Regions from separate parts of the Mus musculus genome. Here regions 1, 2, 3, 4, 6 and 7 are each linked to region 5. Evidence: chromatin contacts called from public promoter capture Hi-C data. All regions are on one chromosome and are shown on one strand. Each heading gives the region's core, a stretch centred on a gene start, on an enhancer-like site or on the middle of the called end of the contact. The rest is flanking DNA. Distances are from core to core; before and after follow the strand shown.

Region 1 (2,909 bases), core at 313-2,812, 1.8 Mb before region 5:
TGTTGCTGCTGCTCTGTTAAGAAAAGCCTTGCTTTGAAAGTACAGTCGATGTCTTGGCTTTAATTTGTTAGTTTCAACAGTCAAAGGAAGCAATACAGGTTGGTCTTTGCACTTGGGTGGCTTGGGCACAGGCATGGTTGGTTCCTGAGGAAAGCAAATGTGCTCTTCAGCCGTTAAAACCTTTGTCATGTTTCCAGCGACAGTTATACGGATGAAGTTGTAAAAAAAAAAAAAAAAAATCAAGTCTGTCTGTATGCCCTTCTGTAATTCTTTAACAGCACCCGGCCATGCTTCCCACGAAGGTGCCTGTACAAAGAACAAAATCCTCACCTTGAGACAACCATAACCAAGCTCCTGGGAGGCAGTTGCATTTCCAACGTGATCCACTGGGGCATCACAGTCTACGAACTCGTCGGGTCTGCAAATCAGTAAGATTTTTCATCAGTGCCTTTTGCCGATTGCTTCTGTGTCCGCACGCAATGCTATTTTCGTTCCTCTTTTAATATCTGTTCCTCCTTCTGTACTGGGAACTGGATACGCTAGAGGTGCTATCTACCTTTGAGCTACATTTCCAGCCCTTGAATTTTCTTTCTTTCTTTTTTTTTTAAATTTGAGACAAGTTACCCAGGCTGGCTGGTTGGCCTTGAACTCATCCTGTAACCAAGGCAGCAGAAAGGGTGCAGGAAGTGGAAGGGTTCTGTAGCCTACATTACTCCTTCCCAGTATCTACCACTAACACACAGTTTAATTGCTTTCTGTGGCAGGGCAATTGAGAGGCACCAGTCCCGGAATCACCTCCCCGAGGTGGAAGCAGCCTTCCGCTCCCACAACCAACAGCTATCCCTGGCCCGATCCCCCTCTAGGTCCGCCCGCCACGTCCCGGCAGCTTACAGGTAAGAGCAAAGGATGACTGGCGAGTTGGGGTCGCTGTATTCCCAGCTTGAGGCCGCGGGACCCTCGAGGTGAGCGGCGCCCGAGGGTGTGAGATCCAGTTCGGCCGTAGCATTAAACGAGTGGCTCCGAGAAACACAGTGCAGCAGCAGCAGGTTCCCCAATAGCAGGGCCGCCTGGCCGCACAGCAATAGGTAACTCACAGGGCAGCCGCCCAGCACCATCTTCCCGGGGGCCGGTCCTAGAGACCTGGCCTAAAAACAAAGCCAGGCCGCCACGGCCCACCGGAGCCCGGCGCTGTCAGGCCTCTCTCTACGTCGGGTACGCAACCCTCCGTTCCACAGCCAACCCGTGCGCAGCTCGACGCTCCGCCTGCCACTACGGCCAATCAGAAACGGCCAGGGGAAAGGTGTGGCCTGGCTTCGCTCCGCCCTCCAGTAGACCCTTCACTGCTGCACGGAGCGGAGGGAGGGTGGAGCTTCCCTTAGCCCCGCCCTCCAGCCCCTCCTACCTTCTCTAGTCTCCGCTGAGCGGGCGGAGGGGCGGAACAGCCGGGCGCGAACTGGAGCGGCGGCGGCGGCGGCCGCCGGTGGGTTGGCCAGACTGTATTTTCCCTACGTCAGCCTCTGGCCGCGGGATCGGGAAAGGGGCGGGGTTTTTGGGGGGGGGGGGGTTGCTGCGTCAGTGCCGCGCGCGTGCTCGCCGAGGGCGAGCGCCCCGCCAGCCCGGGGGCCCCCGCGGGGTTGCAAGGATGACCGAAGGGGCGGAGGCGGCGGCCGCGCGTTGAGCGGAACCTGCCGAAGCCCTCGCTATGGGGCCGCGCGCGCTCTCGCCCCTTGCCTCTCTGCGACTAAGGTGGCTGCTGGCGTGTGGCTTGCTGGGCCCAGTCCTCGAGGCCGGGCGACCAGGTGGGTGCCGGACGGGAACCGTGCTGTGGGGAGTGAGTGCTGGGTGGTGAGGGCTGCGAGGCGGACCCTGGGCTCCGGCTCCCCTGTCAGCGCTGACCCGGAGCCCGGTGGCCGGCGGCCGGCTGCACTGTGGCGGTGCGCTCGCTACTCCCGGGCTGCAGCGAGTGCTTTGCGGGTGGAGTGGCTGTCACCAGCTCTGGGCTGGGAGATGGAACTTTTGCTTCAGTCTATCAGGATTTGGGGTTTGACGTTCGCCGTCTTGGACGACTCAGCAGTAGGTCCACAGGGATCCCGATGGAGAAGAGGGCGGGTTTTCCTTGGGCCGTTTTTTTTTTTTTTTTTTTTTTTTTTTTTGTTAGTAAGGATACTTAAAATAATAAAATCAACGAAACGCTACGTTTCTAGAGCCTGTAGTTCAATCTATCTAAATCTGGACAAAGAATCTCTGCTCTGTTTAACCCAGGGGATTATCGGAAAGAATTAAATTACTGTTCGCCAGCACATCTGAATTGTGAAACTTCCCGTAAATATGTAAGATATTTATATTGTGGATGATGAAACTGAATGGGAACACACTAGGTTCTTTTTTTCCTGGAAATAAGTTATTTATTTCATCCTTTGTATTAAATTAGTGTTTGCATGGCTTAGTTATCTCTTTGAGCTCCGGGAACACTATGGACAATAGAAGGCTTTACAAAATTGTTGCCTTCAAAGGTGATGAGTGTAGATTTGAGTTCAGGACCGCTGACCTTCACGAAACTAATTACAGCTTCTTGTCTTTGGCTTTCTCCTTTTTAATTAAGTTAGCGTCCTCCTGGAGTTTATAAATACTGACAAATTTTCAATGGGATGCTTCCAGGACGTGTCTGATGAAACGTGCTGTTCTAGTTAACAATATCGCTATGAAAGGAACTGAAATTTTAATAATCTCTAACTTCTTGTGTTTGCCAGCAAAAACCAGATTATATTTTTAGTACATGTATATGTTTGTTGTTACACATGGGCATAAAAATGAATGGAATATCCTTGTGTTCTTCAGTTGCTGCTGCAATGGGCCAGCTGCTCACATAGGCATGAGTATTCGCTTTGGAAATCTATCCAGCCTTCATC
Region 2 (2,795 bases), core at 172-2,671, 1.9 Mb before region 5:
TCTTTTCCTTCCTCATTCAGAGCATAATGTTCTAAAGCAAACGTCTTTTTTTCACACCTGAGCGAACTGGGCGGCTCATTTTCGCTTTGGCTATCAAAATAGAAGAGGAAGCGCCTGCGGTTTCATCAGGGGAGCTTTCGGGGCGTGTGCTGCCGGGCGTCCCGCCTTCCTGCCGGCTCACCTGGCTGCAGCCCTCAGCCCCCAGGCTGCCAGGCTGCCTTTGCCTCGCACCGTACTTCCCACCCGCGAAGCCAGGCCTAGTCCTGCAGAGCTTCCGGGGGCGACTTTTTCACTACACACTCCGAGTACCTTGGACCCACACGGCTGACATCAGCATCCTCCTCCCCGCCCCCAGCCCCCAAAGCCGCATCTCTCGGTGCTCGGTCCCTGGGCTGACAATTTTACCGTAAAATTGAGTCCACTTTGTCTGCCTGGCGTTACTTATATTTAAATGTCAATGTCTCCACGAGGGAGGCCTGCGTTAGACCGGACAGACCTGCCCTCTACTGACTGGGGACCCAGAACAAGTTACCTAATGTCTTGGAGTCTCGGTTTCCTCATCGGCCCCAGCACCGGATTGATACCTACGGGTTGCTGTGTGACTGAAGGGCGAGGGCGCTGGAGTTCTGTCTGGTCACCCTAGGCTGAACCTATCGAATCCAGCTTCTCTTTCCCACTTCTCTCCGTGCTCCAAGAAGGGCCAGGCAAGCTGGGTCAGGGCGTTGGCGACCCTCTTAGCTCCGGGGGGTGCACTTTAGACCGCAGGGGGCGATGCGTTCCTCTCTCCACCCCTAAACTCCCAACGCCCCCTCGCCCTCCGGGCAGCCGCGGTTTGGGCCGGCTGCACAGTGCGCAGAAGTAGGCTCGGGACGTGACGGTCGAGCACCCCATCGCGGACACCTGCTGCAGCCGGGTTACATCCCACCAACCTCCTCCCCCCCGCCATCCCCCGCTGCTGTCCCCTCGAGGTCTCCGCACCCCTCTCCTCCCCCCTGGAGGCCCGAGGAGCATTGTACTCACATCCGGGGCTGGGTTTTGCTTTAATGTGAAACGAAATTAACCCGGAAAAAAAGAGTCGAGAGACGGCCTTGGAGGACAGCTGAGGATAAGGGAGAAGTGTGCCGCAGGACAGGCGGGAAGCGAAGCCCCGAGGCGCAGAGCTCTGGGACCCGATGCGACCCTTGCTGCGCAGAGCGCGGTGAGTCGGGCAGAGAGGCGCAAGGGTCCGGGCGCGGAGGGCAGAGAGGGGAGCAGGGCGGCTGGGTTTGCTTGGTGGCGCCAGTCCGGGTGGTGGACGGCGACCGGAGGTGGCCCAATGGGCCACCTCCCCTAGCTCCCAGGAAAGCCCCAAATGCAGCCCCTCCTCCAGTGCACTGGCGCCTCCTGGGTGACCAAGGTCGCCACCGCCAGGGGTCGGGCTGTGGGGTGGGGCGTGTGGGGGCGGTGTCCTGTGGAGCTGCAGATTCTCACGTTTGCAGCGGCGAAACTTCTCCGAGGTTCAAGCACAGGGGTGGTAGCCCCTCAAGGACTGCCCGGGCAGCGGGTAGGGGAGGAGCGCAGAGAACGTCCCAGGCAAGTCCCTCAGGCACGAGTTGGGTGTTGGAGCCTCTTCCTTCTCCTTCTCACTCCTTTTTAACTTGGCGCGGGCCTAGAATGCTACCCTGGGGAGACTCCTCCTTTCGTCTGCTCCCGCCATGGGCTTCTGGGATTCCTGGCAATGGAGGTGACTTGGTGGAAAACGTAGGTCGGTTCCAGGTTAGGTAACCCTTTCGAGGGGAAGCCTCAAAAGGCTGTCCCCTTTAACGTCCGCGCTTCCCTGTTCTGCTCAGCCATGGAGACTTAAAATTTAAAAGGAAAAGAAAAGAAGAAAGGAGAGATGGGGCCAGGTCGTGTGGGAAGGGAAAAAAAGTATCAGGGCATGACCAGGGCACCCTTGTACACCTTCTGCCCTGGGCAGCCCTGCCCCGAGTCTTTCACCTTTAAGGCTTCCTTCCTTCGTGAACATCTTCCGTTTGTACTCCTTCTGTCCCTGATTGGACTCAATTAAGAGTTTTTCAGAGGCGCATAAACACTAGAGGAGGAGCAGGGGAGAACGAACCAGTTGCGGCTCCTGGGAGCATTTTGGTTTGCAGTAGAGGCTGAAGTTCCAAAATTGTGCTAGTGTTCTTAATGTCTTTGATTAGCTGTCCCCCATCCCCCACTCTTTCTTTGTTGCCTCCCACTCCTCCACCCCCCCACCCCCCTCCAGGAGGAGTATAACGCTTCCAGCAACAGCTAAGCAGAAGACACAGGAAGGGTAGAAGTTTTATCTTCAACTTGGTTGCATCTAGTGACTTGTTAATAATAATGATAATAACTTGGTAATAAGAACGTACTGAGTTAGCAGTGGGCCAGCAGCTCACCGGGTCTTTAGGGAGTTGTCAGACTAGTGAAGGACCCTGGCTGTGCAGAGCATCAAACTGGAGTCCCTGGTGTTTGGAGAAGCCAGAGGAGGATTTCTGAAGCATAATCAGTGGCCTTGGCAGAGTTTAGCTTTCCCTGGGTGCTGCCTGAGGCAGGGTTCTAAGAAGAGTAGAGTTTGTTGAGCAAATGAATGAAAGCTATCACTGAGAAGAAACAGAAGAAAGGTGGGGCCTCAGGTTGTGTCAGGCAACGTTTCTCTAGCTATTGTCTTTAGACTGATGAGTCCTTTGGCTGTATCTGCAGATGTCTTTTTACAGATTACTGGTACCCTTAGTGGAGTTTTAGCTGGCTTACATGGGAGTCTTACCTACCTCTTAACTGGCGAATTTCTA
Region 3 (3,004 bases), core at 337-2,836, 1.8 Mb before region 5:
TGTTGGCTTGGTTATTAGTGCTGCATCAACGGGTCCTTACAGAAAGTTGAGAGGTTTCGGTACACACTCTGAGATCATGTTAAACACAATGCGGTGTATATTATGCAAACAAAGGAAAAGTACAGTTTCAGTGATCCTAACCAGCCCATACATGAGACTTGCAAGTTAGAACATTGTTAATAGCGGTGCCCAGAAAATATAATTATCTTTGTGAAGCCTCAAAACATTTAAAGTCTCAATTCTTGTTTCAGAATTCCCCTTCTGTCTGTATTTACACACATACACACACCCTTTAAATTTGTTTTTTGCTAGAGTCTTGCTACGGAGTCCAGGCTGGCTTTGAACTGATAATCCTCCTGCCTCAGCCTCCTGAGTGCTTGGATTACAAGTCTATGCCACCATATCCAGCCTAGGACAGTATTTTAATGTGAGCCAAAGATGGTGCATAAACCTTTAGTTTTCAAGGTGTGATGGCGTGTGGGTTTGTGGTTAAGCATAGATTGTGGATAAATCCGAAGGGATTTCTGGATTATAAAAGATACTGCATTTCCTGTGTGGAATAAAAGCAGTCTCTGGGGTTGGGTCCTTCTATAAAGCTTCGAAGGTATTGTTCTCTGTAGCTGAAGTATGTCCTATCCATTACTCTTCAATGCTTTGGTGGACTTGCTTACTCGGGTCAGGTGATAATCAGGGGAAAAAAAAAAAAAAGAAGCGTGTGTTTTTCATTCTCCGAACCACACCGAGGATATGGGAGACCGCAAACTAAAGTGGCACCTCTGGTCAAAGTGGCGGAGTGACAGCTCTACTTCCAAGTAGAAGGCTGCCCCTCCGGGAAGATTTAAGGTCCATCGTCCTAGTTTACTGGAAGCAAACTGGTTTGGTTTGGTTTTCCCCTTTCTACACAGGACTTATATGACCCTCTGAGTAAGCAGTGGACTGGTAATTGAGCGGTAGACTTGATACTTGTTTTCAGTGTCAACCAAATAAACAGCTATCTGGTAGCAGACGGCAGTGTTTTTGAAATTAGGCTTCCCATGTCGCCTGTTTAACCTCCTCCCCCACCCCCACCCCCCAAAATCTGTTTTCCTCAGTCCCTCGTTCTCTCTCTGTGTTATTGCCTGCCTGAGTCAATTATAGTCACTTATACCAGGTAGGCGTTGAATCAAGTGAATATTTGGCAAAAACACACAGTGTGACTGCTGGGCCCTCTGTTTATGAAGGTGTGGCATGCCCCGTTTGAGCCAGTGTTTGAGCCGTGAAACACCTCCTGCAAGCACTGAGCTTAGTGCATGGAAACTCCAGCTTCTTACGTTGTGTGAGCTCCTAATTGGTATGTAGCAAAACGTCATTTTCTAAAAACTGGTTGGTTGCTTGTTTTGTAATAAAAACATGTGAAATAGGAAATCTGGTTGTGTGTTTTCCTGGTCAGATCTCGTGGCCGTGGGTGGGTGGTCACGTTTCTCCCTTGCCCCAAGACTGGTTTTTGAGTGGACCCCTCCCTTCATGGCTTTGGGGTGGGTGGCCCTTGTCCTGGGATGGCATGGGTGGTGGGTGATATATGGGTGTGTGTGTGTAGAAGTGAGCCAGACTCTGACCTTTATAAAGTCCGAAGGCTGGCTGAGGCAGCATCCAGGCCAGGAAAAACAGTCGAATCGACGAGGTCAGGGAGCAAGATGAGCTTCCAGCGGTTGTGGGCTGTGCGAACACAGTTTCTCCTGCTGTGGTTGCTGCTACCAGCCGTGCCTGTTCCGTGGGCCGAGGCCAGGAGGTCCAGAGTCTCGCTGCCCTGTCCCGATGCCTGCGATCCCACGCGCTGCCCGACTCTGCCTACCTGCTCGGCCGGCTTGGCGCCGGTTCCCGATCGCTGCGGCTGCTGCCGAGTGTGCGCCGCGGCCGAGGGCCAGGAGTGTGGCGGGGCGCGGGGCCGGCCGTGCGCCCCAAGGCTGCGCTGCGGCGCCCCGTTCTCCCGGGATCCCTCGGGGGGCGCGTGGCTGGGCACCTGCGGCTGCGCGGAGGGTGCTGAGGATGCGGTAGTGTGCGGCAGCGATGGGCGCACCTACCCCAGCCTATGTGCGCTCCGCAAGGAGAACCGAGCCGCTCGCCAGCGGGGCGCGCTCCCGGCTGTGCCAGTGCAGAAGGGTGCCTGCGAGGAAGCAGGTGAGCGGGGCGCGGGCGAATCTCCTGACACTTCTCTTACTTTTCAGAGGGAGATGAAGTGAGTGCTCTAACTTCGCTCGCTCGCGAATTCAGTGGGCCTTCCTTCGCCATCTCTAGGGATTCAACCTGTTGTGGTTGTTCCTGGTGTTCTTGCCTGGTTAATTTTGGTCTCTTTACTGGCTGCCACTGGGCTTCCCTTTCTCCTTTTCTTCCCTCTGGTAGGACAGGGAGGGTCCTTTCATCTCCTGGTCTGGAGAACCTTCAGAGAAAGAGGGACGGGGAGATGCTGGGGAATTTTGAGATGCGACACCTGCATCCAGGGACGCACTCACCGTGGACCGTTTATTCACAGGGACCACAAGAGCAGGGCGGCTCCGGAGAAAGTACAACTTCATCGCCGCAGTGGTGGAGAAGGTGGCGCCGTCTGTGGTCCACTTGCAGCTGTTCCGCAGGTAAAGGTCCCATCTAGGATCAACTACCTCACCTGCTGGTTGCCAGATTTCTGACCATTAAAACCGCTGTGAGGAAACACAGATTCAAAGAGTTGGCTGGGGTGTAGGTGGGCAGTAGAATTCCGCAAAGCCTGCAGGAGACCTGACTTGCTAAGAGTTATTTCGCTAAAGAGCAAAGAGCCAAGCGCAAGGATTCTGGCTTCTAAATTGAAGCTACAGCAGTGCGTATTGGTGACTGGTGTTTCTTTCTCCCCGGTATCCCACAGCAAAACTAAAGGCTGACTGTAGGAGCTAGTAGTGAGCATTTGGTGGGCTTGTTTAGCCTTAGCACTCGCTTGCATGCAAGGAAACCCAAATGGAGAGCAAACTTAGTTTGTTCTGAGTCACAACGCCAG
Region 4 (2,961 bases), core at 327-2,826, 2.0 Mb before region 5:
GCCCCTTCTGGGGTACATCCCCAGTGTGGACTTGTGTTTGTACCATCTCTTAGGTGTTCTTGGGCATATCAAGGTTATATCTGGGTCTCTGCTGCTGATGGTTTGGGAAGCAGGATTAACCAGGCAGAGAAAGCCCTGAGGGACAAACTGTAATTCCGAGAAGTTCTGGAGTGCAGGAGCTATGCAAGGCACACGAGGATCGGGAGGAGGGAAAAAGAGGGTAGCAGTCTCGAGGAGGAGGAATGATCAAGCCCAGGTAAGGACTTACATGGGTACTATTTTCAAGCTACAGGGGTTTCTAATCTGAAGATTTGCTTGATCATAAACCCAAGACAACGACAGTTGGATAGTCTTGGCATAGTTCTTGTAGACCTAAAACAAAATGACTTCCGCTCACATTTTTAAAAAAAAAGTCTTTCAACACTTTTGACAGTCGTGTTTATCTCAGGCAAGAAGCAGTAATGGGCTCTAAAGTATACTCCTGCCTTTTTTTTTTTTTTATTATGGTAGGATACCTGCCAAGCCTTATCTTACATGTTTGCTTGTCTTTGTTATGAAGTGTATAAGACATTTGTGATTCATCTGCAGTACACGACGTGGTGCCAGCTTCTTTCAGGGTAAGCTCATGAGCATCCTGAAAATCTTCGCCTGACTTTGTTCTGAATTTTGGAGGCACACTCTCTGTGGGAATTGTAGCCACCTCACAGATTCTCTGAGACTGAGAAATGTCAGTATTATGGAAAACACACTGATGAGCTAATGGTCTCAAACTTGGCTTTGGAGGAAATGAATTCACTGGGAGAGAGGACCTGGGGCAGTCTCTTAGTGGAATCCTTCAAAGATAAAGGGGGGAAAATTCTTCTCTTCACCTTCAGAGGTAAAAGCCTTATTCTGAAGACTGTCACCAGATCTTGATGGCTCTGTACTGAAGAAGCAAAGGACATCAGAAACCAAGGACCCAGGAATTATCTGAAAAAAGCCTAAAGTTATGAAAAGAAAGAACAACAGGAAACGGCTCAGGCCGTCTTATCAGGGGGCAATTTTGCATCTATCCCAGGTCAGGGCACTCCGGAGCCCTCATGAGTGTGGCTTGGTGAGGGCAAGACAACTTCAATTCTTCTGTAACCTGGGAGCCTTCCAAATCCTGGGCGTAACAAGGATGGCGCTGACCAGTGTCAAGGATCGGGTACAACACTCTACAGAGGTTCTGAGTTGTTTTGTTTTTAAATAAGGGGCTTAACTTCTGTACAGCGCAGCTTCAGCCACGCCATTAAGTCCTAGCGGCAGGAAACACAGATAAAAGGGGAAGAGGAACAGCGCCGCGGCGCGCACACGCTCGGAAATGGACGGCGGCGGCGCGCGGCGCGCGGCAGGCGCGGATCCCGCGGGGAGGGCGAGCGCGGTCGAGCAGCCCCTGCCCAAGGCCGGGCGCGACCAGCGCGGCGGGGGGAGCGCGCTTCCAAGCGGCCGCCCCCGCGCGCCGCGCCAGTAGTTCGGTCCGAGGGGGCGGCTCCAGGGGCGCGGCTCCGCGGCGGCCGAGGCTGCTCCAGGCGGGAGCGGACCCCAGAGCCCAGCGACGCGGAGCAGGGCTGGCGGGGGAAGAAGCGGGCGGGCGAGCGGGCACGCGCGGGGGCGAGCTTCGGCGCGGCGGCCCGGAGGAGCGGGGGCGAGCGGCGCTGCGGGGCCGTGGGAGGAAGCGCTGCGCCCGGCCCGACGGCGCTCGTTGAGCCACATCCGCGGGTCGCCGGCGACGTTGCCGGCGCCTGTCAAGGCCCCTCCATTTTGAAGGAAGAGGCCGCCGTTCCCCCACCGCAGGGGCGGCAGCCGCGCTCATGGCGTTCAGTCCCTGGCAGATCCTGTCGCCCGTGCAGTGGGCCAAGTGGACGTGGTCCGCGGTGCGCGGTTCGGGCGCCGGAGAGGACGAAGCCGGAGGTCCCGAGGGCGACCCCGAGGAGGAAGAGGACTCGCAAGCCGAGACCAAATCCCTGAGTTTCAGGCAAGTACACCGCATCCCAGCCGAGATGCAGGCGGGCGCCATCCTCCCACCGCGGTCAATGCTGTGTGCGCGCAACCGTGTTCCCGGCTCTGCTGCCCGCAGCCGGGTCCCCGCTGTGTACCCGAAAGTTCGGGATGTTCTGTCTGCCCGTGTGCTTTTCGTCCTCTGTCTTCGCTGTAAGCTTTCTGAACCCAGCCCCGAATCCGCAGTCTGCGCATCCCGGTTTGCCTGGGTCGCTTTCTCGAAGCGTCGACACCCCGGCTCCGACGCAGCGGCACCGGGTAGTGGCAGTTGATAAGGCCAGGTGCGATTTGTAGCGTTTTCCCCTTGTGGGCAAGAAGTCGCTCCACCGCCCTTCTTGGCCCCGCAGTGTCCTAAAATGCAGCCTTGGTAAAAGAGGATCGCGTGATGACAGGTCCCTGGCAGCTGGTGAGAAATGGTGGTCTCTGCTGAGCTGTCACACGTGTGATTGTGGAAGGCAGGTGACGGCATTTTCAGCTTCCAGTGACTTCCAGACAGGTAGAGGCCTACGGAGAAGAACAGTATAGCTAGAATTGGCTTAGTTTGGGGGGTGGGGCGATATTAATTTTTACGCCCCTGGAAAGGGTTGATTGGGAAGTCTTTTTGTGTGTGTGTCTGTGCGTGTGAAAGGCAGCGATGACAAAAAAAAAAAAAAAAAAAAAAAAAAAAAAAAAAAAAAGGTCCTGGTGAGAAGCTTCAGAGGACGAAAGAGATTTCGGGGAGCTAGGATGCTGGGCATCGCTGAAAATGCTGCAGCCGTTCTCAGGCTGGGTTGAGGATTGGTTGGTTGTAAAGTTAGAGGCGCTGTACTTGCACTTTGGTGGCTGAGTACGTTTTAAAGGCAGTTGGAAATACCGTTGACTGTGGTAATGCCTCGTTTTTCCCCCTCGGCAGCTCGGATTCTGAAGGTAATTTTGAGACTCCTGAAGCTGAAACTCCAATCA
Region 5 (2,700 bases), core at 2-2,501:
GGACCCAGGTTAAATGCTAAGATTGTACTGTACCACTGCACCACATTCCCCCGCTCCCATCTATACAAATCATTTTAATTTAAAAAATAGGTATAATACCAAGAATCTTTAGGCTACCACAAATTCAAATTTCCATAACTTTCTATTAGTCCTGTTATTTCTTTTTGTTGTTGTTGTGGTTTTGTTTTTGTTTTTCGAGATAGGGTTTCTCTGTGTAGCCTTGGCTGTCCTGGAACTCACTCTGTAGACCAGGCTGGCCTCAAACTCAGAAATCCACCTGCCTCTGCCTCCCAAGTGCTGGGCTTAGAGGCCTGTGCCACCACACCCGGCTCAATCCTCTGTTATTTCTTACTCTTTCAAGTAGTAATATGTCAGGATGCATAATTTATAGGTATATAAAACTATAAAAATTTGCAATCTGATTCCATCTCTGAAGCTAATTAGGAAGTTTGGCACTTAAAAAATATAAGGGGCTAGGGGCTGGAGAGATAGATAGCTCATTGGTTTAGAGCACTTGCTCTAAACCAGAGGACTGGAGTTTGGTTGTCGGTACCCATGTGGAACAGCTCATAACCACATGTTATGAGCTCCATCAGGATCCAGTGCATTCTTCTGTCCTCAGCTGGCACCACACTCATGTGCAAGCACACATACTAACATACATGAAAATAAGGAAATATATCTATAAAAATAATCTTAAGGGGGCTCAGTGGGTAACAGCACTTGCTATGCGATCGTGACCTGAGCATGTACCACATGCGTATATTGCATTCACACTCACTAAAAAGGTAGAATCCTAGAAAGTCAGTAGGCATTCTTTCATCACCAAAAAGAACAACTCAAATAACATTAGAGAACAACTCTGCGCAAAAAAAAAATGTAAAGGAAGGACAATGGAGTGAGTCTCTTAAATGTAGTTTCAACACACATATATGAATCTGTGAACAGGTTTGGCAATGGAACCAACCCACACACAGTAAATGTTAAAGGAAGGAAGGAACTGGGCCCTGTACCGATTCGCCACAAGACGGCGCTGCCTGGTTTCCTTACTGTGAGCCGAACGCCCCCACGTGGCCGTCCCGAGACGGTGCCACCCGGCACTTCACTCCCGGCCTCCTTCCCCGCCTTCCGGAAGTATGTTCTATAGCTCGGCAAGAGCCCGCCCCGGGGTAGGCGGGGCCAAGGGGCGTGTGTCCGCTTTCCCCTGGGCCTGATTGGTTAGTGCTCCCGCAGCGCGGAGACGTTTTCCTGTCGACGCTGTGTTTGGGGAAAGGAGCGCGGGAGCTGTACCGCTGCTGGTCGGGTCTGTGGGCCGCGGGCTTTCCGCGCGATCTCCGGCGCCCACCGCTCGGGGAGCCTCAGTCCGTGGTGTCCCCCGAGCGTGCCGGCTAGGAGAGAAGGGAAGAGGGATCCCTGAGCCGTGTAGCCGCTTTGAGTGCCAACTGCGAGGTGAGCGCTGGAGTGTCCAAGCGACCCCGGGTCAGTTGCAGCTGAGGACGCGATGTGCCGAGCACTTGACACGATGCACTTTTCTCATTTGAACCGAATGGGCTCCTGGGCCACTGAGGCAAAACGCTGCTCCTGGCGACGACAAGGAGCATTGCGGTTTAGTGTGGTATCTGCCCAGGTCCAGGCCCATGCAGCGGGAAAGATTAGGAGAGAAACCGACCAAGGGACTAAACCCAACACTGAAAAATCAGTCTCTGATTTCGCCATCCCTGGCCAGTGCACCCCCTTCAGCCCCAATAAACTTGTCCCTAAATGCCTTTTCTTGCAAGTAAGTGGGAGAAGCTTTTCAGGGTGTTGGTTTATTTTTCAGGTGTAGGTTCCCGGTTGAGAAACGATGACGGAGGTTCTGGATCTCCACGGACAGGACTCTGATGGGGGTAGTGAGGAGATGGTCCTAACTCCTGCAGAGCTCATTGAAAAGCTGGAGCAGGTAAGCACCCCAAATATGTCCCGTGTTCTTAGCTCTTAACTTACTCCAGGTGTGCAGTACCACGGCTCAGAAAATAAGGAAACAGAAGATTTGTTTCCAAAGAGCAGTGTTTGTAACATCTGCATAAAAATAGGAAGCCAGAAAGCAGGGCCTTCTTTAGGAGTCTCATCTTGTCAGTCTTCAAGGATGGCTAGTAAAAGTAGGCTTTGGACACATGTAGTAGAATGTTTCACAAAGCAATGCTCTGCTGTGCTATTTTGAGGACGTAAAGATGTGTGTGATCTGTAGAGAAGCATGCCATTTCTCTATAGTAGTCTCTTCCTCTGTTTCCTCCCCCATTGGAAGATATCTGCTCTAACAAGAAATTGCCATCCCTTTTGGTCATAATAGCAGTGATTATTTCTTGCATAGTTGTTGTTGTCGTCGTCGTCTTCTTCTTCTTCTTCTCCTTCTCCTTCTTTCTCCTTCTCCTTCTCCTTCTCCTTCTTCTTCTTCTTCTTCTTCTTCTTCCCCTCCTCCTTCTTTTCCTCCTCCTCCTCCTCCTCCTCCTCCTTCAATAATATCTTCTCATGAACCTCGGGTAGTTTAGGAATTCTGAACATGCTTGGGGTTTTTTAGGTTTTGTTTTTGCTTTTTGTTTGTTTGTTTTAAGTTTGTTTTTGAGATAGGGCCTCACTATGCATCACTGGCCGGTCTTGAACTCTCAGAGTTCACCTGCCTCTGCCCTCTGTGTGCTGGCAGTAAAAGCATGCACTGTGTTG
Region 6 (2,700 bases), core at 65-2,564, 1.8 Mb before region 5:
GTCTGGCAATTTATAAATAAATATAACTATTATTCATTACTGAGGTACTATCTGCTTAAAATTGCAAAAATAGATTTCAACTGTGTAGAAACTCCAATAATTTGACTTTTATAGAATGGTAGTATTTTGGTAGATGTTTAAAAACATCAGGTATGAATATGAGGTATTTCAGTTATTTCTTGGTTATTGAACATTGTTCAGGTAAATGAAAGAGTGTCTGTAGGTTTGGAATACAAAGGAAAACTTTGATGCTCCCATTTCTTTGCATGTAGCTAGATTGTCCCTTATAATACCATACCACTGCCTGCAGTATGTTGTTAATTAGCATATACATTCATAAACTTTAAATGTTTTCCTCTAGGATTCTACTTCCTAAGATTGAAACAATTCATAAAGCTGTTTTCTGATTCTCACAAGGCCATTTTTTAATAATAATAATAAGAATTGGCTTGGGACTCCCTAGAAAAGCTCACAGCTAGCTCTTATGCATGGATGCTCTAACTCCTCTGACAACAGATTGCCCAAGGCTCCCTGGGCCCTGGGTAGTGTGGCATGGTCTGTGGTCGGTTTGCTTTGCTGTGCTTGCGCGTTTCCAGTTGTGTGCTTCGACACGGCACACACCAGGCATTTCATTACGGTAGCCTTGTAGTCTGACTGCCACTTTTGTAAACACAAACATGACTTGTAGTGTTTTTGAGAAGTAATGCTGGGGACGGGAGAATTTCTCTCCGTTCTCTGGACGTTTGCTGGAATGATCTGACAGATTATTAAACAGATGCAGATTTATTAACACACAAAAGGAGAAGGACGGCAGACTGTTAGAAAATCAGTGTGGCCACAGCTAGCCTACACAGCTAGCCTAACATGCTTTCAAGACTCACATTGGGGAGCAACATGGCAACATGGCATCTCCTAACTAACGTGTAGGAGAATCATACAGGCTTGGAGGACACGCTGCGACCTGGGACAAAGTCCACTTGGCCTTAGGACAGACGGTGGTTTGTTACAGTTCCTCTGTGGACTGAATAGAGAGCAGGGTATGGAACGACAGAAGTCTGCCTAAATGTGTTGACAGACTGCAGGTTTTCATCCCATGCATCTTCTCTGGGTAATGAAATGTTAGTAAAAGTGAAGGTATTGGGTCTTTCTTGGCAGACCTGGCCACATAGATAAGGTAACTGCAGCAGGGCTAAATTGAATGCTGTGGAAATGCTTTATTAAGTCAAGTTGTTAAGCAAATGTCATCGACTGGGTAGATTGCAGGGTCACCTGTTAGGACTGGCCAGCTCTGCTCCTATTCAGTGTGTCGTATGGGTGACATATTCCACCCAGAGTCCTGCTGCGTAATTGTTAACAGGGGTCAGTAACTGGGTTAGGCTTTGGCTTCTGGGTTTTTCCTCTGGAAAGTCACTACTGAAAAAGGTCCTATTTTTACCTTGAAATTTAGAGTTGTGTAAATCTCCACTCTCAGGTTTTTGTATGTAGTTCCAGGGTTTAACATTTGCTTCAGATCTGCTGGTACTGTGAGGGTTGTCATGTGATCATGTTCGCTTGTGTGTATCGGTGTAGATTCAAGGATTCTTTCTCTCCATACATGTGAGGCCGTTTGTAGACCTTCTGTCCTTTGTTGGATTTTCTACTCAGTATTTAAGACAGTGACTCTCAGCCTTCCTAATGCTGCAACCCTTTAATACAGATCCTCATGTTGTGGTGAACCCCTTTTCCAACCATGAAGTTATTTCATTGTTGCTTCATAATTGTAAATTTGCTGTTGGTATGAATCGTAATGTAAATATCTGATATGCAGGATGTCTGATGGAGGACCCCAGTAAAGGGTTGTTTGAGCCCCAAAGGGGTGGTGACCCACAGGCTGAGAATGGCTGATTTAAGAGATATTTATATGTAAGGATAGTAACTCTTTGTTAATGTAATTTACAAATATTTCTTTCTGGCCTTTGTCTTTCTTTTGTTGTGTGTGTGTGTGTGTGTGTGTGTGTGTGTGTGTGTGTTTGAGGGCCTTATGTTTATGTTTAGAGTCCTGGATGGAACTCTAGCTCCTCCGGCCTCGGCCTCTTGAGGGATCACAGTGCTCTACTGCCATGCATGGTGCGTTTAGGTTTTGGGCGATAGGCAGGGAGGTCTTCTCTCTATCCATCCACCTAGGTTAGCGAGACACTTATTCACATTTTCTTGAACATTCATATCCTTTCAGTTTTCCCATTTTGATTTTTGATACATCTGGAATTTGTTCTTATATGATAGAATTGTACTCTTTTCCACGTGTCTGTTCAGCGAATAGCAGGACCTATTTTTAAAAATGTGTCTTTGCCCAGTGTGCTCTTACGTGCTAGTTGGTAAAGCCCTATATGTCCTTGGGTCTGTTGACAGACTTGCTTGTTGGCCCAGATGTCAGTGCCATCCTGTTTCCTCTCCGGGCCTGATGTGTATCTTCATGTCTGGTAGGGTAGGGAATTCCTATCCATGACTTTCTAATACGGTGTTTTGGGTGTCTTACAGGTGGGAGAAATGTCATTGTGCTCAGGAGTTTTTCAGTTGTGGAGTGATACTGACTTTTGCATTTTAGTTAGTTAATTTCTTGCCCCAAATTAAGGGTAAAGGCACTTAGTCCTTATAAGATAGCTACATAAGATGTTAGTGTAACTAATGTGCCTTTCGGAGAAGAGAGAAACTTACTTGATG
Region 7 (2,700 bases), core at 190-2,689, 1.2 Mb after region 5:
TAAACACTTGATTCCTAGCCAATACATACCCATATTTAAACCAAATGCTTGGAAGAAAGGTAACTGTAATCCAAAGCTTTGAATTACTTATCAATGACCATTATAATGCAGAAAGTCACTCATGACAATGTACACTGTACAGAGCTGGCAGCATTCCATTTATCGGGAAAAGGCCAAGAATGTGCTAGAACAAACTAGCCTATTCATATTTTTAGCAATCACTACAGACCTTGAAGCAGACAGCTCAGAAAGGAAGATGTAATACAAACTCTGGCAAGAATGCATGTATCCACTGCTCTTCAGAACGCTATTTCGCTAGCTATAAATGTTCAACCTGAACAAAAACACATATGAACTTAGGTAGGCTTTCATAGGGCAGAAACAACTTTTGAAATATGGAACTATTACAATAGTAGTGACCACCGGGTGGTTAACATTCCTGTTTATTTCTACCAACTTTATGTAATTCTTACATAAGAAACGATATGTATCTCAAAGGCAAAACCAATATATTTACAACTTTAAACATCAACCAGGAAAGAAGAAATCAACAGATGGTCAAGTAGCAGAGAGTCAACCAACTGGTTTACGAAGCAGCAGGTAGCCAGTTAAGGAAAACAGCTGATCGGCATGCGAAACAACCGAGGTAAACCGAGGCACGAAGAAAGCGCTTCTACAGACTTTATCTGGACTGCCTCCAAACCCTCCACGCCCTCGTGAGCTCAGGCCACCAGATCCTCACCGCAGCACGGCGTACACGCACCAGCTCCCAGTGTCCGCCGCCATCTTATCCCACCCTCCCCTCTCACAGCCCGGAAGCGCTTGCCTGTTCTTCTATCCTATTGGCTCCTGAGGAAGCGTGTGCCGTTAGCCACGCCCCCCGCTTACACGCCTTCCTGCAGGTTGCCTAATAGCCGCTTCCCACAGGCGGGGCGCACACGGGCCCATCCCACTTGGGCCACGCCGCTGCGGTGGCGGTGGTGGGGCGTGGCTTGTGATGGACAGCCGGCTCTCTCGCCCCTCCCACCCCACTCGCCCCGCCCACTTCGCTCCCCCCCCTCCCGTCTGGAAGCCCCCTTGAGGGCGCCCAGCCCTGCCCCCACCGCGGCGCTGCCAGCCGGTTGGGACCCAATGGGAGGTCCGGGCGGGCGACGAGCTAATCTTCCAGTACAGAGTCCGCTCTTTCAGAGGTGTCGGCGAGTCCCCAGCGGCCGCAGTAGCGGGGCGCGGGGTGGAGAGGGGGCTGCGCTGGAGCGGGCGTCCTGAGACTGTGGTCCTCGCTGCACCCTATCTGCAGCGCACCGCGGACCTCGCTGTCCGTAGTCCGCAGCGCCGGGGCTGGGAGATCTGAGCCCTGTGTTCCCCAGGAACCACGGATGCGCTTCTTCGCGCCTCCTCTCCCTGGCTTGTAAAGTCGCCCTTCCCTCCCCCCAACCAGGTGACCTTTGGGCTCGGGGATGGATCCCAGGAAGAACTTGGCGTCTGTGGGGACGATGCCTGAACAGGAGAGACAGGTCACAGCCAAAGAGGCCAGTCGGAAAGTAAGTTTCCTTTGCCTGACCGCAGCGTGTACGCACCTGCTCAAAGCGCTTTTCTCCTCGGTTCCTCCAGGGCTCGTGACTGTGGACACGTACCCCTGAGAACCCGGGAGGAAAACCCTCTAGATCAAGGGTGCCACTAGCCCTCTGGTGTACAACGATTTCGAGCCCAGAACTTTCCCCGGTCCTTATTAAAGAGCTCTTGAGCGTGGGCTTGCTGTATAAAAACTCTAGTTGCTCCTGGGAGTGCTAATACCTCGCTAATGCCTGGCTAATGCTCCTCAAAAGGTCTACATCCAAGTCCTGTACCTTGAAGGCATTCATTTAATAATACAGGGGGTTAATTAATGCAGCCTCTTAGAGATGCAAACAGCGTAGAATATTTAACATGAAAAGCAGGTCTGTTTTTCTTTTCTTCATGTGCGTTTTCAATCAACAAATACTTACTGAAACTTGTATAGGTCGCAGGCATATGATGAATTCTTGAAGATTTGTGCATTGTTTTAAAATATTTTGTCTAGCTTAATTGAAATCACGTTTTATGTTCTCGGAACTTTTTTTTTCCAATTAGTTATACTTTGTAGATTGTTTCCCAGAGTGTCATAGGTGTTCCCCATAGTCTGTTGGTGGTTCCCTCTTGGGTGGTCATGGCGATTGCTTCCTTTCTTTCCCAGTTGACGTGATCTTTGCACTTGAATTGTTGTGTGTGTGTGTGTGTGTGTGTGTGTGTGTGATGGAGGTTAGGGGCATCTTGCTGGACTTAGTGCTGCTTTTCCCACCATGTGTGTCAGTGTGTCGGGTCGTCGGGTTTAAAAGCTAGTGCCTTTACCCACTGAGCCATCTTGCCCTACTTGTACTTGAGTCTTTTTTTTTTTTAAAGCATTTATTTATTTGTTTTATGTGTATATGGGGAAGAATGGAGGGGGAGAGAATCTAGGCGTGAGAGGTCAGCAGAAGACGTCCAGGAGTTGGTTTTCCCTCCTTTCAGCAAACAGGTCCTAGGGCTTCAAGATTGTGTGCATCCACTCATCGAGCCATTCAACTGGCCTTACACTTGGTTATTGACATCGAATTTAATACTGGGCGTATTTCTTTAGGTCTGGATTGCTGGATTGGAGCTTGCTCCTTTTGTTCAGGTCTCTGAAACTAATTAATCCAGCAG

Evidence for each region. Promoter capture Hi-C pulls out the DNA fragments that hold promoters and counts their contacts.
Region 1: a contact with region 5 is called in a promoter capture Hi-C map of embryonic stem cells, with 4 times the contacts expected there. The contact joins the promoter of Adam9 here to the promoter of Gins4 in region 5. A contact is called at or near these places in 8 of 39 promoter capture datasets (the C10 cell line, embryonic stem cells, hippocampal neurons and 4 more) and 6 of 115 datasets of contacts at active chromatin or transcription factors (the NIH/3T3 cell line, astrocytes, embryonic brain and 3 more).
Region 2: a contact with region 5 is called in a promoter capture Hi-C map of embryonic stem cells, with 4 times the contacts expected there. The contact joins the promoter of Plekha2 here to the promoter of Gins4 in region 5. A contact is called at or near these places in 6 of 39 promoter capture datasets (cranial neural crest, embryonic stem cells, hippocampal neurons and 3 more) and 1 of 115 datasets of contacts at active chromatin or transcription factors (large pre-B cells).
Region 3: a promoter capture Hi-C map of the SN4741 cell line shows a contact between it and region 5, with 7 times the contacts expected there. The contact joins the promoter of Htra4 here to the promoter of Gins4 in region 5. A contact is called at or near these places in 4 of 39 promoter capture datasets (the SN4741 cell line, cranial neural crest, embryonic stem cells and 1 more).
Region 4: a contact with region 5 is called in a promoter capture Hi-C map of embryonic stem cells, with 4 times the contacts expected there. The contact joins the promoter of Tacc1 here to the promoter of Gins4 in region 5. A contact is called at or near these places in 9 of 39 promoter capture datasets (the 3T3-L1 cell line, the C10 cell line, cranial neural crest and 6 more), 1 of 484 Hi-C or Micro-C datasets (B cells), 4 of 115 datasets of contacts at active chromatin or transcription factors (astrocytes, embryonic forebrain, embryonic stem cells and 1 more) and 1 of 9 other capture datasets (embryonic stem cells).
Region 6: a promoter capture Hi-C map of liver shows a contact between it and region 5, with 5 times the contacts expected there. The contact joins the enhancer-like site here to the promoter of Gins4 in region 5. A contact is called at or near these places in 7 of 39 promoter capture datasets (the C10 cell line, embryonic stem cells, frontonasal cranial neural crest and 3 more) and 2 of 115 datasets of contacts at active chromatin or transcription factors (embryonic brain and large pre-B cells).
Region 7: a promoter capture Hi-C map of pre-B cells shows a contact between it and region 5, with 9 times the contacts expected there. The contact joins the promoter of Atp7b here to the promoter of Gins4 in region 5. A contact is called at or near these places in 5 of 39 promoter capture datasets (hematopoietic stem and progenitor cells, liver, neutrophils and 1 more), 2 of 484 Hi-C or Micro-C datasets (CD4 T cells and centroblasts) and 1 of 9 other capture datasets (adipose tissue).

What each region holds. Positions count from the first base shown.
Region 1 is chr8:25,015,575-25,018,483 of GRCm38.p6, reverse strand. It overlaps Adam9 (a disintegrin and metallopeptidase domain 9 (meltrin gamma)), which reads left to right and starts at 1,562. Exons shown (of 22, transcript NM_001270996.1): 1 at 1,562-1,799. The coding sequence starts at 1,703. Tm2d2 (TM2 domain containing 2) reads right to left here and starts at 1,273. Exons shown (of 4, transcript NM_027194.3): 1 at 892-1,273; 2 at 331-418. The coding sequence starts at 1,115.
Region 2 is chr8:25,100,437-25,103,231 of GRCm38.p6, reverse strand. Plekha2 (pleckstrin homology domain-containing, family A (phosphoinositide binding specific) member 2) reads left to right here and starts at 1,421. Exons shown (of 12, transcript NM_031257.3): 1 at 1,421-1,572. 5830408C22Rik (RIKEN cDNA 5830408C22 gene) reads right to left here and starts at 1,053. Exons shown (of 2, transcript NR_155282.1): 1 at 1,021-1,053.
Region 3 is chr8:25,037,544-25,040,547 of GRCm38.p6, reverse strand. Htra4 (HtrA serine peptidase 4) reads left to right here and starts at 1,586. Exons shown (of 9, transcript NM_001081187.3): 1 at 1,586-2,157; 2 at 2,510-2,609. The coding sequence starts at 1,674. It overlaps Plekha2 (pleckstrin homology domain-containing, family A (phosphoinositide binding specific) member 2), which reads left to right. Exons shown (of 12, transcript NM_031257.3): 12 at 1-1,404.
Region 4 is chr8:25,200,157-25,203,117 of GRCm38.p6, reverse strand. It overlaps Tacc1 (transforming, acidic coiled-coil containing protein 1), which reads left to right and starts at 1,576. Exons shown (of 13, transcript NM_177089.5): 1 at 1,576-1,996; 2 at 2,912-2,961. The coding sequence starts at 1,833.
Region 5 is chr8:23,236,219-23,238,918 of GRCm38.p6, reverse strand. Gins4 (GINS complex subunit 4 (Sld5 homolog)) reads left to right here and starts at 1,251. Exons shown (of 8, transcript NM_024240.6): 1 at 1,251-1,449; 2 at 1,820-1,939. The coding sequence starts at 1,844. It overlaps Gm39141 (a long non-coding RNA gene), which reads right to left and starts at 1,139. Exons shown (of 3, transcript XR_870246.2): 1 at 1,051-1,139.
Region 6 is chr8:24,998,150-25,000,849 of GRCm38.p6, reverse strand. All of the region lies in intron 4 of Adam9 (a disintegrin and metallopeptidase domain 9 (meltrin gamma)), which reads left to right. Among named protein-coding and RNA genes, the nearest start is that of Adam9, 17 kb to the left of the region's middle. Within about 2 kb of position 1,314, at least 5 of the 459 cell types and tissues checked have an H3K27ac peak or open chromatin away from gene starts, as enhancers often do. A contact at or near this core is called in liver, where this site is marked.
Region 7 is chr8:22,058,813-22,061,512 of GRCm38.p6, reverse strand. It overlaps Atp7b (ATPase, Cu++ transporting, beta polypeptide), which reads left to right and starts at 1,439. Exons shown (of 21, transcript NM_007511.2): 1 at 1,439-1,541. The coding sequence starts at 1,458. Alg11 (asparagine-linked glycosylation 11 (alpha-1,2-mannosyltransferase)) reads right to left here and starts at 792. Exons shown (of 4, transcript NM_001243161.1): 1 at 743-792. The coding sequence starts at 786.